Linked DNA regions of Rattus norvegicus: region 1 is linked to region 2. Evidence: chromatin contacts called from public Hi-C data. All regions are on one chromosome and are shown on one strand. Each heading gives the region's core, a stretch centred on a gene start, on an enhancer-like site or on the middle of the called end of the contact. The rest is flanking DNA. Distances are from core to core; before and after follow the strand shown.

Region 1 (5,429 bases), core at 1,925-4,424, 350 kb after region 2:
TTGCAGAGGAACCAAGTTTGGTTCCCACCACCTACATAGAGGCTCACAATGGCCAGCAGCTCTAGTTCCAGGAATCTGGCCTGTAAGGGCTCCTGCATGTATGAGGTATACCTTAATTCATGTAAGCAAACACACATAATATAACTCAAGTAAATGACAGATATCTGTGTAAAGGTGTGAATGGCTTCTTGTTTCTAGAGACTGCCTAGTACTTGTCCCTTTAGAATTTGCAAGCCTGAAACCCACTGTTCTTTCGGTTATCGATTGCAACCCTCTCCCACACTTAATCAGGAGTGGTTCTGTTGATCTCACGTGGTTTTGTGTGTGTGTGGCTGTATTCAGCTATCAAGTGTTCCGGTCTAACAGGCCCTAGACAATTCCACTCACAAGATGGGATTCCTTAAATGCTAAACCCTTTTTCCTAGGTTCGTCTTCCCACCATTTCAGTAATCTAGCTTGAGGGTTCTGTCTGGTTTTTATGTAGTGGCTGCCCTCTAAGAGGTTAAAAATGTGAGCTAAATCTGGAAGTCACACTTTTGCCTCATTCTGTTGGTCAAAGTCAATCATAAGAATGGTCTTGATTCAGGGGAGAGAAAAATAGACTTCATCTCTTTATGGGAGTTGTGGCTAAGTCACATTGCTAAAAGTCACATGGTACAGGACGGATTGTTGCAGCATCTACCTACCACAACTATATTTAATCCTTTGCCCTTATGGTACAAGAGACCATTCCTGCAGGGAAAAGCATACACACAAGTAGTTCATACTCTCAAAGAGAGGGATATCCTCCTTAAATACCCAGAGAGACACCCTCAGTAACACTTTATGAAGTAAAACAGTGGTCAGCACTTCTTAGTTATAAACTGTGGATGCCCCTTCTATTCGCCAGGAAGAGAACAGCCAGTGTTTCAGTGAGAGGCAAGAGGGTTAAAGAAAAAGCAATCACTAAGCAGCCTGCTGTAGCATTTACTCTCTGACCAAAATAATATTGCTTAGTCCTCAGTCAAGGGAAAACAACTATCACTGTCTGTATAACTCAGACAGAACTGAATTCTTGGTGACATAAAAGTTGTATCTTAAATATATAAATGTGTAGATATTTCCACTCCTACCCAGTCTGGGACTGTGAATCAAGTGTAATTGATGATCAAATTATACTGATACATTTTTCCTTTTGGCGGTTTGTGAGTTCGGTGCCAATTGTCCCTGAGACTTCTTAAAAGTCTCTGCTGCAGAGTTGAAGCTGGATTCTTGGTCTGATACTAGAACTCTGTGATCCCAGGTGATGGCTGGTTTGGAATCTCCAGCAATGACTTGGGTCATGTGCTTTCTCAGGAGCACACTTACTAGTCTATCAAGTGTCCACACTCATGATGAAACATTACTCAGACTCTGCATCCCTTTTCCCCCACTCTGATCGAAAGAACCTGAGCTTCTGACTTGTCCGTTGATAAACCACCATTCTGCTGAATCATCCTCGGTGGGGTGGAGCCAGACCTTCACCTGAGGAGTATGCTGGAGCCCATGTGCCCAGCCAGAGGTCAATGCTGTTCTACTGCTCACTGATCTGTATGCCAGCCAGCTAGCAGGTAATCCCCCTACCCAGCAAATATTTCTATCTGCAAATATTTAGGAGGGCTAAAGACTTATATACCATTCCCCCCAGAAGATGCCAACACTCTGGATGTAATCACCACCACTGGCAGATTTTGCCAATCATTAACTTTGTTGGCAGAATGTAATAGGACACTGATGGACTGGAAGCTGAGCTGAAAGGGGGACTAAGCCCTAATCGCTGTGTGGCCTTGAACGTTGTTTCAAAACAAAAGGGTTAAGCAATACGCTTCGCTTCCTGAGATGCCGTCCAACTCTAACATTCCACAGATTCATTTCATTATATATATATATATATATACACACATATATATATATATATATTTTTTTTTTGCAGAGAACTTCTTATTCATCGGCCAGAACCAATGACATTCATTTGCAAGGGCTGCTGTGACAAAGCACTCCAAGCTAGGGGACTTAAACAGCAGAGATATATTGTCTCCTGGTTCTAGGGGCTGGAAGCACAAGATCGGGGTGTTGGCAAGCTGGATCTTTCTGAGAGCTTTGCCGGAAGAGTCTGTTCCTGGCTTCTCTCCTTGGCTTGCAGATGGCTGTTTTCACATGGTGTCCTTCCTTTGTGCATGTCTGTCTCCAATTTCCTTTTTTTATAAGGACACCAGCATTTATCTCCAAAGAAGTCCTTGTTCTGAAATACTGAGAGTTCAGACTTTAACAGATGTATATTAGTGGGGACAAAATTAAACCCAGAAGCTAGACACGGCGATGCACTCCAGCAACGTCAGCACTAAAGGTGAAGGCAGAAGGATCAAGACTCCAAAGTAATCCTTGGCTACATAGTGAGTTTGAGGCTAACCTTAGCTACATGAGGCCTTGTCTTTAAACAACAACAAAATTCAACCCATAGAAAAGCTTACATATTGAATATAAACAGAGAATAAAGAGTGACGGCTTGAAGAACTATGATACCGATGACAGAGGCATGGTAGACTAGAAAGTAGGTATAGACTGCTGCATTTATGTCGTGGACACTAAAGTCCTAAGCCTACACTGATAGTGATTTAGATCTCCGCATTTGGATCTGTGTGAGTCAGCTGTTCAGAATCCCTCAGGACCTAAGATTCTCAGCATTGCCACACATCTCTATGTCCTTTCATCTGTTTTATACCTGTGAAACCTCCTGAACAATAGTCACATGACTATCTGACCAATTATTGTTCAAAGGAGCCTCTGAAGTACTATACAGGCCATTATTCAATTAAATGACCTTGTGGAACTTTGACTGGGTTTGAACATCAGAGGATAGAATTATGAATGGAATATGCTTTTTCTGTGCTGGCATAGGGCTTCTAATTATATAATGTTATTTCTATCGTTAAAAAAGAAAAAAGAGTACATTAGATTTTGCCGACTCACAAGCACGCCTTTAGCTTCTGTGAAAATGCAATCAATGTGAACAAGAACATACTGGAATCCAGTATTAACGATGAGAAATCTGACAGAGGTTTAGAGTTCCCAGCAAAAGTACACGTCTCTCATCACAGGTCTCTTAGAGCCTCTTCTAGCCTGGAGATCCACTAGGTGGAGCAAAGGAACAGGAATTGCTGACCAAGAGCACCCACGAGCAAACCAACTAGCACAACTATTCCTTTCCTCTAGGTCTAGACCAGCATGAGCAGGAAACAGAGCTTCTGAACTGCTTGAGATCAAATGTTTCCTGGATACTAAAATAGACAGCAGCCCAAGGAATAGAGAAGCACAAATTTGCTGAGCAGGCCACAGCATTGAATATACAAAGGGCACACCCATCTGGGGCAAGCCCCCCTCAGCCCCGCCCCCCCGCCCCCCTCAGCCCCGCCCCCCCGCGCCCCCAGCCCCGCACTCCCCCCTCCCCCCAGGCTTGGCTCTTATTACAGACTTCCGTTCTGTTTTCCATTGGTGACAGAATTTAGGGGCAGAGCTCTTACCAAGCTCCTATAGCCAAGAGAGCCTATGCTTAGATCATCCACCCCCTTTTCTCTGCCTGCTCTAGCCTTTCCTGAGCACTAGTAGCAGCCTGGTTTCCATTTAAATATGTTTTCTTTGATTCCAGGCCCTTGGATTCTAACGCTTCCTTCCTTGGGTTGCAACTTGCGTTCTTTTCTGTGCTTCGGGGTTGGTTCGCTGAACAGAGGCCAGGAACTTGGTTGTTTCTACGCGAAGACTGTTAGTGTGCCAAGGGAGACTACCCGTGGTTACCCGCTCCTGTCAGCGACCTCTGGTGGCCCCTACATTCAAACTGCAATCAGCGACCAACATTCCACAACACAGGAGTCAAACACTTACAGAGGGAAATTTGGTGAAAGGGGAAGTTGTCAAGGGAAAAAACGTCTTTGTCGTTCTGTCTCTGGTGTGGAAATATCCATTCAAATATTAATTACCTTCCTCTTTAACCTAAGCAGGTTAGGTAAGTCTTTAATAATTTCTCACTCTCAAGTGTTTCTTGCAGAATGATCATGCATCTTTGGATAAAATCTGAACTCACTGAAGGGGGGTATTGTCTGTGGCTTTGAAAGCAGAAAGAATAAGAAAGGAGAAAATTTCCCAAAACGGTCATGAAATTTTTCATCACTCAGTGTGGTGGGGCATGCTTTAATCCCAGCACTCAGATCTCTGTGAGTTTTAGGCTAGCCTGGTCTACATAACGAGATCTAGGTCAACTAGGGGTACATAGTGGGACCGTGTCTCAAGAAATGGAGGAGGAGATGGTTCTCATCTAGGGTGGAATAATGACCCGTGGGACTTCTTCCTGGCTCTGGTGTCATGGAAACCTTAGGACCAGATATTAAAATTTGAACTCACTTTGTAGTTCAGACTCCATCTTAGAGACCCTGACCTAAGGTTGAACTCAAGCAAACTAACAGGCCTGTACCTAGCACTAGTTTCCAGGTTACCCCCCAGCAAGACCTGTGTCTAAGCACCAATTTCTAGGTTATTCCACAACAAATCTGCACCTCCAGGTTACGAGCCCGCCCCTGACACTTCACTTCCTAACAACCACCAATCAGGAAGAAAGCAGACGTTTATGGTTTGGCTCCCAGCACCAGCAAATTATGTTAAAGGCCAAAATGGCCCCCCAATCAGATGTGTATCAGGCTAGATACCCTCTTCTTGCCTCTATAAATGCTTGCCTAAAACTAGGCTCAGAGCTCACCTTTCTGCCGTGTCAGGGTTGCCGGGGAGCCCAAGCTCGAGCTTGAATAAAAAGACCCTAAAGCAACTGCATTGAATTTGGCTCCTTGGTGGTCTTCTGGGAGTCATGAACAATTCCTGGTACGATAGTAGCTAAGGCCGGCCTCGAACACTTGATTCTCTTGACTCAGTTGCCCTTATAAATAATACAGCAATGGATATTTTTCTACTTGTCTTTAAACATGCTTGGAATATTAGTGGGATAAATTCCCAGAAATAGAATTACTGAAATAATTTTTTTGTTTGTGTTTGTTTTCTGTCAAGACAGGATTTCTCTGTGTTGTCCTGGCTTTCTTGGAACTGGCTGTATAGACCAGGATGGCCTTGAACTCAGAGACCCACTAGCTCCGTCTCCCAAGTGTTCAGATTACAGATGTGCACCACATCCCCTCCCTGTCCCCCTCATTACCTACTGCACTACTGCCAGGAGAGAGCTGGCTCTGTTCCTTTCAGCCTGTGGCATGGGGTGAGCCAGCTGGAGAACTTGCCCTGGTGGTGAACGGGCTGAACAATGCAACCACCAAACCAGGCACAGATCCAGGGCTGCGATTTGGCCCACCCCAACATATATGACACCTATGTTCTGCTGGAGCACATGAAAGGGCTAGTCCTGCAGATCCAAAGCT
Region 2 (4,727 bases), core at 622-3,121:
AATAATTTATGGTTGGGGGTCACTACAACAGGAGGACTGTATTAAAGGGTCAAAGCAGTGGGAAGGTTGAAAACCACTGATCTAGCTGGTAGCCAGCAGGTATAAATGACCAAAATGCACCCTTCACCTCAGTGTGTGGTAAATGATCCAGTTCAGAAGGTGTCACCAGGTGAGCTTGGACAGGATGTGGAAGGTGGGTCATGTGTTGGAATCACAGGTCCTTGACAGAGGGAGGAGCACACTGGGCTTAGTGGATAGGGAGGGTCAGGAGGTTACAGAGCCCAAGGGACGTGGGAAACAGGGATGGGCAGTAGGGACTTGAGACCAGGCCCCGCTGAAGATTTTCTCTTTGGATTGTAGAAGAGTATCGGCTCCCTGGAAAATACATCCAAGGCCTAGAAAAGGCCCCCAAACCTGGCAAGAAGTGACAGACTCATTTTATGCAGTGGATCCCATGGGAACCCAGGTTCTGAGCTGGTAACTGATATGAGCATTTTCAACTTTTGCAAATAAAAACTGTAATTCTTTACTGAAAGTTTTTCTTTCAAATCTAAATCTGAATCACTCTTACGTGTTACTTAGTGAAAATGTTCATGTGGTTTCTGTGATTGAGTTCATGCTCCACACTAGAGCCAGGGAAGTCCATCCAGAGCACAGCAGGCAGAGCGTTCCTGCTGCTAAAGCCCCTCTACCAGATAGACCCAGCTTCCTACTTACTGCTCCTACAACCTCATTAACCTCCTAGGCCCTGCCCTGTTGTCCCTTCCTGCCTCTGTTGGGTCTGTCCATAGAAAACAGCCCGGCTGTTTCTCTGTTAACAGCCACAGCAAACAAAACGAGTTAACTCTGAGCTGCAGCAGACTTTAAGCCAGTGGACATAAGAACAGTACAAACACAGAACACGGGTTTCTATGTGACCTTTATTCTTCCCCAGCTCCATACAGCACGCTGCCACCAATGAGTAAGTTTGCAGTGTGACTCCAAGATGGTAGCTTTGCTGTCATGAAGTCTTAGAGGAACAATGCCTTCCTTAGCCCCAGCTTCTTAAGCTTGGGTTCATGGACAGGCTCTTCAGTCTGCAGAGGACTCAGGAATTCCCTAAAACCACTGCATAACAGAGGACCTGTGTGTTCATCCGATCGCACATGAGTCAGTGTTTAAAGCCAGCCCTCATCCCGCGTTGGTCTGTGCAGGTCATTTCTCCATCTAGGGCTCTCAGTGGAGACGGTAATAAGAGCTGTGTAGTTATACACGCCTTCTGTGTATAACTTGGATTTTACCGTTAAGAATGAATTACTTTTTATCTTTCTCATCTTTTTACACACTGAGGTAAAAGAAGCTTGCTCATCTTCTGTCCAACAAGTAACCCATTTAGACCTGGGAAGGAAGGAAAAGGAAGGGAGGGAGGGAGTGAGGAAGGAAGGAAGGTAGGGAGGGAGGAAGGAAGGGAGGGAGGGAGGGAGGAAGGAAGGAAGGAAGTGTTCTTGTTGTGAAACCAAGAACAGTCCTTTTCCCTGGGAAGTAAATCTCTTACTCTCACTGATTCTGTCTGCATGGACTGCACATATGGGACCTGGAAGTACCTTCCAGAAGGTCACTCTAGCAGGACCCTGTCACAGCCAGGCCTTTGCACAGGGCTGTGCTCGAGGAGTGGCGTGTGGACGGTACTGACAGTTGTCCCTTGTCAAGCACTGAGCTGCCATCTCATACCCTCCTCTGCTTTGCTGCCGTTGGAGGGGCTGAGCTGTGCAAGTTCAAATCCCTGCTGGACGCAAAGCCCGTGAAGGGCTTCTGCTCTTCACTGTGGCACTCTGCTGTGCCAGGCCAGGCCTGTGCCGGGCTGTTTCTTCCAGGAATAGCGACACATTAGCACTGAATCACCTTCCTCTCCCCTCTGTGGGTGGCGTGGAGATATGTAAGAGGGTGGGGCTGAGTCAGACTAGAATGGATTCTCTATGTAGTTATTAGCCGTTTTTGTTTTCCTTTTTGAGAAACCTCTTGTTAGTTCCTTAGCCCAGTTTTTAAAATGGATTGTTTGCTTTCGTGACTTTCTGGGTTTTGAGTTCTGTATTCTGGACCTTATCCTCTGTCCGATGAGTAGCTGGCAAAGATTCTGTCGGCTTCCTCCTCACTTGGTTTGTTTCCGTAGCTGGTGGAGGCTGTATGGCAAGGGTGACCAGGCTAGATCTGGGGCTGGATATGATTCACATAGTGGGGACCAGGCAAACCCACCTGGTTGGATCTAAAACAAGATGTGCAGGACCAGGCTAGGCAGAGGTTGGATGTTGGCTGAAAGTTTTGGGTCTAAGCTTGATGTAATGGCAGATACCTTTAATCCCAGCACACAGGAGGCAGAGGTGGGCAAATCTCTGGTTTGAGGGCAGCTTGTTTTATATAGTGAGTTCAGGACAGCTAGGGCTACACACACACACACACACACACACACACACACACACACACACAAATTGTGTGTATACATGTGATACACATTTGCCAAAGCATACATGAAGAGGCCAGCAGAAGACTTGTGGGAGTTGGTCTCTCCTTTCACTATGTGGGATCCAGCAGATCAGACCCAGATTGGCAGGCTTGTGAGTAAGCACCTCTTTACCCACTGAGCTACCTCATCTGCCCTGTGATTGGCTAATTTTAAGGATGCCTGTTGGAGAGGGGCAGAACTGGATAAGCTTTGAAGAGCCCCTGCAGCCTGAAGCCACGTGCATTGCGAGATACACAAGCAACACTGAAAGGTAGGTGGTGGTTTCCCTAGTTAAAACTTTATGTGGCTATTTCTTAAATTTAAAGAGATTTCTTTGCTGGAAATCAGAGGGGCCAAAATGCAGGCTGCTTTGGGACCAGTTCAGCCCTCTCTGCAGCTGAAATCATCAATGACACATTCACATCATTGTCGTCATCATCGTCATCTTCATCGCAGTCAATACTTTCAGAGGAGAAGTGCTATTATCTTTGTGTCCAGAAAGCCCTGCTCTTCCTAACACCAGCATGTGCTTTGCTGTACGTCTCCTCTCCTCTCCAGGCTGGAGCGCAGAGACGAGCCAGCCACTGTTTTCTCAAAAGCATGTGAATGGTAGCCTTCCTTCCCAAGCTTACTCAGTCTTCCTCTCTCCGGCCCACTCTCCATAAGATGGTGACATTCAATGAGGACATTCAATGAGGACATTTCCATGGTGAATTGTTTTTACAGTAAGCTTTTATTACTCATTTAAAAAAAAAAACCATGTATAAGAAAAACATTTAGAAAGAAAATATTCTCAAAACAACCAACCACAGAGCCATACAACCATAGAAGGCACTACCAGCAGTTAGACCCCTCTGAGACTTAAGGAACTCCACGTTTCCAGCGGCTCAACCTCAGTAGAGGTCCTGGGTCTAACTGTGCTTTAAAGTCTGAATCTGATCATCCCTTTCTGAATAAACACCTTTTCTTTATATATAGCTATATGCCTCTATGTGTATATACATATATATGTATATACATTTTATATATACATGAATTTTTTTTCTTGTCAAAAATAAAATAGCCATCCATGGAGGGAGGTCTGAGCAGCATTCACAGTGTTTGCAGCAGGAGCCATGCCTTCTCCTAATGCTACACACATGCAGGATGAAGGGAATGAGTTTCCGTATGTCCCTGTAATACACAGCAGAAAGGGGACTTCTCAAGGGAGGGGAGTGTAAGGCTGAGCCTGAGGCGGCAGGGAGCCAGGGGCTATGGCATGCACAGCCTCAGAGTCGCTAGCTCATGGTGCTTTTGCAGCTCTGAAAACTTGGAATGACAGGGATTTGGCATTCTTCTGGGACAGGAGCAATGTGGCCTCAGCCTGGGCTGGGAGGGAACTTTTTAGGCTACACAGAGAAGCTTGGGCTTAAAACAACCCGAGGGGTGTGGAAAGGCAAGCACAACATGAAAGCGGTCTCCTCTGGAGGCTCGATTGGAACACTGGCCTTCTTCTAAAAGGACAAGTTTTTCTCCCTCCATATTGAGCGTCTTTGTGTCCTGGCTACTGGGTGGTATAGTCTGGCTAATTTGTTTTAAGTTTGAATTAGTCAAGAGTTGGAGTCCTAATCTGATGCTGTCAGTGCAGTCTAATAATTTCGAATCTTCAAAGTCAAAGCCTGATCAGGAAGTTTGATGGGAAAGAGGTGTGTGATCGTCGCCCTGTGCTCTGAGAAACCTCCTGTCCTTGCTCTATAGCACCTACTTCCTGCTGGGGCAAGCCAGCAGGAGAGCTACAAGCAAACATGCCCTGCTCTTTTCTCTGAAAACAAAAAGGCACTGAAGTCACCAGGAAAGTCAGGCCCACAGGTTTGCCCATGCTGTGTGAGCAGACCATGCTTCCCACCAGAAAGGACTCCCAAGTTGGAGGACCTTACCACTGTAATCAAAGCTACTACTCAGGCAACAGCTGGAGACCCTAAAGCCCAAGTTGGAGGACGGAGGTGGAACTGAAGGCCAAGGAGAGGCCCCCACTGCAGGCACAGGCCACGAGCGGCTTGGATGTGCTTTGCTGTAATACTTCTGGCGACTCAGCAGGAAACTAAAATTGATAAGTCAATGGCTGGTTTCTCTTTGGTAGAAACCCATAAGAATGGCAACATTAAGTTAAGATTTCAGCATAGCAACACTGGAAGAGACATGCCGAAGTCCCACACAGATGTGTGTGTGTGTGTCTGTGTTTGCAGCATGCGGCCTGCTGGGCAGTGAG

The links. Hi-C and Micro-C count contacts between places; a contact is called where the count stands out from the background.
Region 1: a Hi-C map of the A7r5 cell line shows a contact between it and region 2, with 5 times the contacts expected there. The contact joins two enhancer-like sites. A contact is called at or near these places in 7 of 12 Hi-C or Micro-C datasets (the A7r5 cell line, the Rat2 cell line, Schwann cells and 4 more).

The regions. Positions count from the first base shown.
Region 1 is chr13:45,538,162-45,543,590 of GRCr8, forward strand. No RefSeq gene overlaps it. Among named protein-coding and RNA genes, the nearest start is that of Fam72a, 21 kb to the left of the region's middle. Within about 2 kb of position 3,175, at least 39 of the 93 cell types and tissues checked have an H3K27ac peak or open chromatin away from gene starts, as enhancers often do. A contact at or near this core is called in the A7r5 cell line and Schwann cells, where this site is marked.
Region 2 is chr13:45,186,575-45,191,301 of GRCr8, forward strand. It overlaps Eif2d (eukaryotic translation initiation factor 2D), which reads left to right. Exons shown (of 15, transcript NM_001017489.1): 15 at 361-530. The coding sequence ends at 428. Rassf5 (Ras association domain family member 5) reads right to left here. Exons shown (of 6, transcript NM_019365.4): 6 at 3,231-4,727. Among named protein-coding and RNA genes, the nearest start is that of Eif2d, 21 kb to the left of the region's middle. Within about 2 kb of position 1,872, at least 13 of the 93 cell types and tissues checked have an H3K27ac peak or open chromatin away from gene starts, as enhancers often do. A contact at or near this core is called in the A7r5 cell line and Schwann cells, where this site is marked.